2 separate regions of the Rattus norvegicus genome follow, and region 1 is linked to region 2. Evidence: chromatin contacts called from public Hi-C data. All regions are on one chromosome and are shown on one strand. Each heading gives the region's core, a stretch centred on a gene start, on an enhancer-like site or on the middle of the called end of the contact. The rest is flanking DNA. Distances are from core to core; before and after follow the strand shown.

The links. Hi-C and Micro-C count contacts between places; a contact is called where the count stands out from the background.
Region 1: a Hi-C map of psoas muscle shows a contact between it and region 2, with 2.1 times the contacts expected there. The contact joins the enhancer-like site here to the promoter of Pkig in region 2. A contact is called at or near these places in 2 of 12 Hi-C or Micro-C datasets (Schwann cells and psoas muscle).

Annotation. Positions count from the first base shown.
Region 1 is chr3:172,789,166-172,792,734 of GRCr8, reverse strand. All of the region lies in intron 1 of Pkig (cAMP-dependent protein kinase inhibitor gamma), which reads right to left. Among named protein-coding and RNA genes, the nearest start is that of Pkig, 41 kb to the right of the region's middle. Within about 2 kb of position 2,049, at least 50 of the 93 cell types and tissues checked have an H3K27ac peak or open chromatin away from gene starts, as enhancers often do. A contact at or near this core is called in Schwann cells, where this site is marked.
Region 2 is chr3:172,747,799-172,751,520 of GRCr8, reverse strand. Pkig (cAMP-dependent protein kinase inhibitor gamma) reads right to left here and starts at 1,606. Exons shown (of 4, transcript NM_001401793.1): 1 at 1,500-1,606. It also overlaps a transcript of Serinc3 not described here.

The sequences.
Region 1 (3,569 bases), core at 800-3,299, 41 kb before region 2:
ATACACTTTCTAGGTCACAATTCAAAATTTTTCAGTAACTGTATAGTTGGCCACCATCTTGGCTGGTAACTATATATTTTAAAGAAGCTTTTTTAAAAAAGATCTAGGCCAGGGCCAGGCATAGTGAGCATACTTGAGTCCAGCACTAGGAAGGCAGAGGCAAGCAGATCTATATGAGTTTGAGAACAGCCTAGTCTACACATTAAGTTCTGGCCAAGTCAGGGCTACATAGTGAGACTCTGTCTCAAAACAAATAAATTAAAATAAAAATTAAAAGGTCATAATATCCCCCTTCATATTCCTACCACACCACCATGCAGGAGGCCTGACACCCACTGTTTTGTCTAGGGGTCCAGACCGATAGAGGTGCAGCCCCTACTGGCTCAGATGGCAGCGGTGCCTGTAGACTGCAGTCCAGAGCATGGACTGTAACAGGAGGGAGGGAGCATCACAAGAAACACTATAGAAACAAGCCAACAGAACATCATTGATGACGTTAGACTCCAAGTCACCATCCCTATAGTCACGGTTCTCAATCCGGGGCCATCCCCAGAGGGGCCACTGCACTTTGTGAGGAAGGTTTCCTCCTCCACTCCTCTGAAGCGCAGGAGACCAGAAGGTGAAGGAACAAGTGCCTTGGCTGTGGCCACAGCTTCCAGTTGCTTCCAGCACAGCACTGCAAAGCTGTAAGCACAGGAGCTGGAGGGGCAAGCATGTGCTAAGAGAACGAGCGAGGCTCAGAGCCTCTGCTGGCTCCACTGACTGAGGGACCCACAGCCTCTCCACATAGCTCTTGTACCACTTGGCACATGGCACAGTAACTGCTCACCCCACTGCTGCCATCCCTGAATCACAGGACTTGGGAGGTAGCCCCATGATAGAGTGTTTGCCTGGCATGAACTTAGTTTAAACATCAATGCTTTGGTTAAAACAAACGATACAAACAAACAAACAAACAAACAAAAAACAACAACAACCCAGGAATCATGTGGAATTTTGAGCAGGGCCTGGTATCACATGCCTTTAATTTATAGCACAAAAGAGGAAGAGGCAAGAAGATTAGGAAAGGCCAGCCTCAGCTATCTAGTGCGTTTGAGACAGAGGGATGGGAGGTAGGACACAACAATTGTGGGAACGTGATGGCAGCCCTAACCTGAGGGCACTGTGTAACTGCTTGCCCAGGAAGAAACCACTCTGTCCCTGTCATTAATGACACTTCTTTCCAGTTTCCCTGGGTGCTCTAGTTTCTATGGTAATTTATACATGACTCTCCTATGTAGCTAAGGAATTCTGGTACCAGGTACCCCTTAAATAGCCATTGACCTTTGTCCTGAAATACATGAGAGATTCTAGGGCCCTGAAAAATGGGGTTACTGATGTGAGCTAATTAACTGCTTGCACTGGCTTCTGTAAACCCACCATTGCTGTGGGATCAGATAAAATGATAAAATGTCTCTTATAGCTGTCTAAAGGAGCTGAGAACAACTAAGGGCCATAAAGCAATTTTCTTGCCCAGCTGTGGATTCCATAGAGCATGGGATAACTGCGATGCCCACTGTCAGGAACCCTTCCTTTAGCACCGTTTGGCTCTAAGACTGCCATCCTTCTGCTGGCAATAAGAGTAAGTTCATTTCATCTACATTTGAGTCTAAGCCTTCAGTCTTGGCCAGTGGATTCCAACTCCATGCAGTAGGAGAGCCCTCGGCACACATTTACTGGATGACAGAGGCCATCTATGAAGTACATAGAGCTGACCTAGAGCCCTGGGACGTAAGTGTGCATTGACCACCAGATACTTCTTTCTGGGGGGCTCTGAAGGTCCTCATCCTGTCCTAAAGAGCGAAATGGAAGCAGTGGTTTCTTCGAGCATAAACAAAGCTTCTCTTACATTGGGAATGCTGGCTTCATAGAGTGGTAAGTTCTAATCTGTACTTCACAGCTGAGTGCAGCTCTCAGACAAACCATGCCTTTTAGAGGAAGCCAGGCCAGTGCTGAAGCATTTCCGGGAGGTGGTGAGCACAGCTGTGGGCCATGAGTAATAACTGTTCCCAAGAGTTCCCGCCTCTGTCTGTGTAGGAACCACTTCTGGTGCCTGTTATTCAGCTAAGTAGACTGAGTGTGCTCGCTTCTAAAGACTGCAGCGGGCAACAGTCTCTTCCTGCAGCTGCCAGGCCAGGGTCTTCTGCTCCCCCAGGAGAGTAGCACCGCTTTTTTTGGTCTCCATGCTGATGGCTAACTTGAAGTAGAACATTTGGTGTCTAAGTGACAGAAAGCAGCCCTGAAGCCTGGTTTGTAGAGCAAGAAGCATTCCTGTGCAGACACAGAGTCTGTGCACACACCAACACTCTCCCTGGTGTGGTAAAGCAGCAGTGTAGACATGAAGCTTGGGTTTATTGTGTTGTTTTGTCATCATCTTGGTGGTGGTGATGGCGGTGTGTGCAAGTGCATGCAAGCCCACCTCTGCCATGGCGTCGTGTATGTGGAGGTCAGCCTTCCATATTCATTCTGAGAATTGAACTCAGATGGTCAGGCTTGTGCAGCAAGCTCTTTTACCCACTGAGTCACCCTGTTGGCCTTGTGTTTTGTTTTTATTTTGTTGTTTGTCTGCTTGTTTGGGGGACAGTGTCTCACAGTCCAGGTTGGCCTAGCACTCACTCTATATAGGCTTGAGGTTCAGGATAGCCTGAAATTCACGCCCATCCTCTTGCTTTAGCTTCTCGAGTGCTAGGACTACAGGTGTGCCTTGCTATGCCCAGTGCCTCTGGAGTCTGGTAGTAATGTACAGGTGGTAATTTACTGTATTTCATCCACCCCACAGCCTGCCCTGTGGACTGACCTGAGTGTGATCCCAGAAGCAGACAGGCTCTGAAGGAGGAATGAAGAGCTGCCTAGGGCATCTGAGTTAAGAGGGAGAGAAGTGGTGTCTTTCTCATCTTCTCACCGAACTCTGGACTGAAAGCATAGGCAGACTATCAGGGATCACAGAGGCCCACAGTGGTCAAGGGCCAGGAGCCAGGCAGCAGACCAGAGGGTAGACTGGGTGGGGAGTGGTAAGAAAATGAAGCATATAGCCGAAGTCATAGATTTAGACCAAAACATCACTGCCTTCTGACTTTTATACAATACCCCTCCTCAAGTAGAGAGGGACACTGAGCCCCAAGGGGTGACGTGGACAGAAGAACAGTGGGCCAAGCTAAAGGGTGACAGCGATGGCCTATTTCCCATCACTTGCCACATGGGAGAACTAGGGCAACCCGCCATCTTTGTGCCTCTTTCTGTGTAAGAGGGGGAAATCTCTCACAATAAAAGGGATCAGCAGAGCTGAGATGTCCAGCTTTGTACAACACACATTTGAGGAAGATAGGAAACCCACACAGGAGTTCAGCACAGAAGTCCCTTCCACAGCCTACCTCTATTCCCAAGAAAAAACTCACCCCCAGGATGGCACAAAAGGGGTCAAAAAAGCCTTGTAACCACACTATGGATGCACAAACAAGAAACGCAAGCCACCCTCACCTTGCACATGAAAAAGACATGCCAACTCTTTCCACTCCAGTTTCCATGCAGGG
Region 2 (3,722 bases), core at 357-2,856:
CCAAGAGTACATAGCTCAGAGGCAGAACCCCTGCCTGTGGTGGGCAAGGGTCACCACAAAAAGAGGAATCCCCAAACCCCCCATCTCATAATTCGCTCAGCATGCCCATGGTCAGGAGTGGGTCCCAAGAATCTCCAGAACAGTAAGCTAAATAAACTTCTTTTCTTTCTAAGGCTAGCCAACCTCCGGTATTTAGTTTTAATAATGAAAAGAAGGTCTAAGACAATAGTCATTATCTGTTTTGGGTTTTTTTTTTTTTTTGAATCGTTATAAAGAACTGGCTGCAAAGTGAAAAATAGGAGTGATGAAACCAAAGAGAGTGAGGGTCTACTTCTGATCAAGCGCACGCACCCCTACTAATGAGAATACTCTTCAGTTCACATCTGTACCCTACCTAATTCAGGAGGTGGAGACACGAGGGTCACGAGTTCAAGGCAAGCCTTAGTTACCCAGCCTGTAGGCCACAAAATCCTGTATAAAACAAACAAATCCCTTGAAGGCTCGCAAAAAAATAAAAACCAAACTTCCTAAAACTTTACCCATAACGCTCCCCTTTCTCCCCACAAAAAAGTCTGTCAGGAAGAGCAGAGGCTTATCCCTCAATCAAGTAGAGACTATTTCTACCTTTTGGACTCTCCCTTCCAGTCTGAAATTCTTGGGAGAATCTCTAGAAGTTTGGCTGCCTCCAAGACCCTGTTTTCCTAACACTGGGCACACCAGCCTAGTCTTCCGGCCAACACAAAAGGCAGGCTTCATACCTCCTTTTGGAAGTAACCTTCTTGTGTAATCTCTCTCTGACCACCTCTGAAGGTCTACAACCGCCTTCACTGCATCCAGTTTCCTGCACGCGTAAAACCATTGCTCAAATTACGCCAAACTCCAACCCATAGGTCAGGTTCCTACGGACAGGAGTGGAGTTCCCGAAGGACAAGACGGCTCATTCACTTTTTTTTTTAAAACCGCTGGCGATCAGCCCGGGCCCTGGTTCTCAATAAATACTCAACGATGCTCCTAGTAGTAGTAACAAGAAAAGCGCCCATGTAGCGAGAATTTTAACTATATATACACGTTGTGATCATCTTATAAGACAGACATTATTACTACTATTATCCCCGTTGTGCAGGTGAGAAAACTGATTCAGAAATAAGTCCAATCTCGCCGAACACCACCCCCCCCCACGAAGAGCGACACCCGCAGACGTTCTCTTCAGTTCCTTGCTACTCCGCGACCAACCCTCATAAAATAACAGCTTTTTAAAAATTATTATTTAAAAGGAAAACTTTCGAGTGAGGCTCCAGAGCTGCGTAAGAATAAAAGCCGAAAGCGCACCCACCCGAACACAGCCGGGGTCAGAGGGCGTCGCAGGACCAGCTCGCCGGCCCAGGGGACAAAGGTCCGGCCCTCCGTCCTTGCCCGGCGTCCCCGCGGCCCGTCCCTCGCCGGTCGCCCGGAGGACCGCTCCTCTCCGGGTCGCGTCTGCCCGCTCTATCGCCGCTTACCTGCCGCCTCGTCGCCTCGCGGAGCCCGGGCCGACGGCGCGAGCGCCTCCCCGGGGCCGCCTGGCGCCCGCAGCCCGCCGCCGAGCCGTTGCCTAGGCGACGCGGCTACCGAACTCCCGCGTAGCTCGCGCTAAGGCGGCCGAGAAGGGACATAGTTGAGAGCAATGGGCGGAGGAAGGAAAGCAGTCCTGAGACTGGGGCCTTAGCTCTCCAGAGAGGTGGCCGGTGGAAGAAAGGCATGGAGGACAGTGAGGTTCTAGGTGAGGGCTTGTCCCTCGGATGCTTATGCCTCATTTCGTCTTTGGCACACGAAAGAGGAACATTTTGTGACTCTGACCCAAGTTTGCTAGGTTGGTAATCTATGTTGTGTTTTGTTTTGAGTTTGTCTTTGGTTTCTCCCCCTCCTCCTCTCTCTCTCTCCCTCCCTCCCTTCATTCTTCCTTCCCTACCTTCCTTTCTTATTTCAGTTTGTTTTTTAATTTTTTTTTTTTTGAGAAAATATCCCACGTAGCTCAGGCTAGCCTTCACCTTAGTCTACCTGCAAATGACCTTGAAATTCTTCATCCTTCTGCCTCTACCTCCCAACTACTGGAATTACAGGCACGAGCCACCAGGTCTAGCTTTTTTTTTTTAATTACTTTTTTGATGGTGGTAGATATGGAACTTACACACTCCCCACCCCACTCCTACCCCCACACCCCCAATCCCCCCAACCCCACCCCACCCCCAAACCCCACCCCCCCAACCCCCCACCCCCGGCCATGCTTGACAAGTACTCTACCACTGAGCTACAAGCCCAGCCTACTGACTGGAAGTAAAGACTAGAAAAATGATACAGAGTGACAAATTCCTTTGTTGTATTCTCTGGAAGGAGGGGGTGTGACAAAAAGCGAGTAAAAGGGTTTTTTTGGGGGGGGGTAGACGGTGAGAATTTAAACACCAGAATTAATTTCAGCATGGGAAATAATTAACTCATAATCAGCAATTATACTTCCTGGGGAAGCCCTGCATATATAAGGAACCCTAAGCTCAAAAGATGCTCCTAACTGGTGTGGAGCTTGAATCCACTAGGGGAGAAAAAAAACAAACAAACTAAGAATTAGACTCAATCAGAATTCAGAGTAGGTCAGTTTATTCTTACCACTAACAGAATCATAGCCTTGAATGGCAGCCTTAGAGGTAAGTCAAAAGATTGCCTTGCCAAAGGGTGGCTAAAGGAAGGGTTTATAAAGATGGATGGCAGTGGTGGGTATCACAGTTATTTCATGCTCGGTGGAATTCACAGCTGGGTAAGAGCTTGATTTCCCCCTCCTCAATTGTTCCTCATTCCACTGTACAGAGATAAAGGGACCATCTCATCTCAGTCCCAGAGCTGTATGCGGGTTTACAGAAGCCAGAGCAATGGGGTTGACTATCTCACAGAAGGACGCCATGTTTTCTCTTCCTATCTCACATAGGTAAGGCCTATAGGACCCTAGGATCACACAGGCATGTCTGAACAGAGGTCAGTGGCTATGAGGGGATGCTCGATACCAGGCTAAGTTCCTTAGCCACCACAGGGGAGTCATGTCTAAATTGCCACAGAACCTAAAGCATGCTGGGAAAATGGAAAGAAGTGTCATTAATGACGGGGACAGAGTGGTTTCTTCCTGGGAGAGCAATAACACAGTGCCATCAGGTTAGGGCTGGTTGGCACGTTCCCACCAGAGTGCTAACTTTTGAACTGAAAAAATGACACATTTACTGGGAGTGATAGCTGAGCGGTTGTTACAAATGACCTAACAACTCTCACCAAAAATAGCAATTTCAAGAATTGAAATAAAAAGCACCAAGTTGGGGCTAAGTAGGTAAGAGGATGTACTATACTTCCAGAAAACCCTGGCTCAATTCCCAGCATTTGCGTGACAGCTAACAGCTGTTCTTTAGTTCCAGTTTCAGGGGACTTGATGGCCTCTAGCCTCTGTGGGCACCAGGCACATACATGGTACACAAGACATGCATATGGACAAAACACTCATACGCATAAAATAAAATTCCCCTACACATTTGTAGCAGATGGGCAGCTTGGTCTTCATGTGGGCCCCTAACAATTGGATCAAGGGCTGTCTCTGACTCTGCTGCCTATCATTGGATCCCCTTTCCCTGACTGGTGGGGCCTCCCACCAGTGGGAGAGGGACCACTTAGCATCTGCTGAGACTTGTCCTAATTCCCCTTCTTCTCAG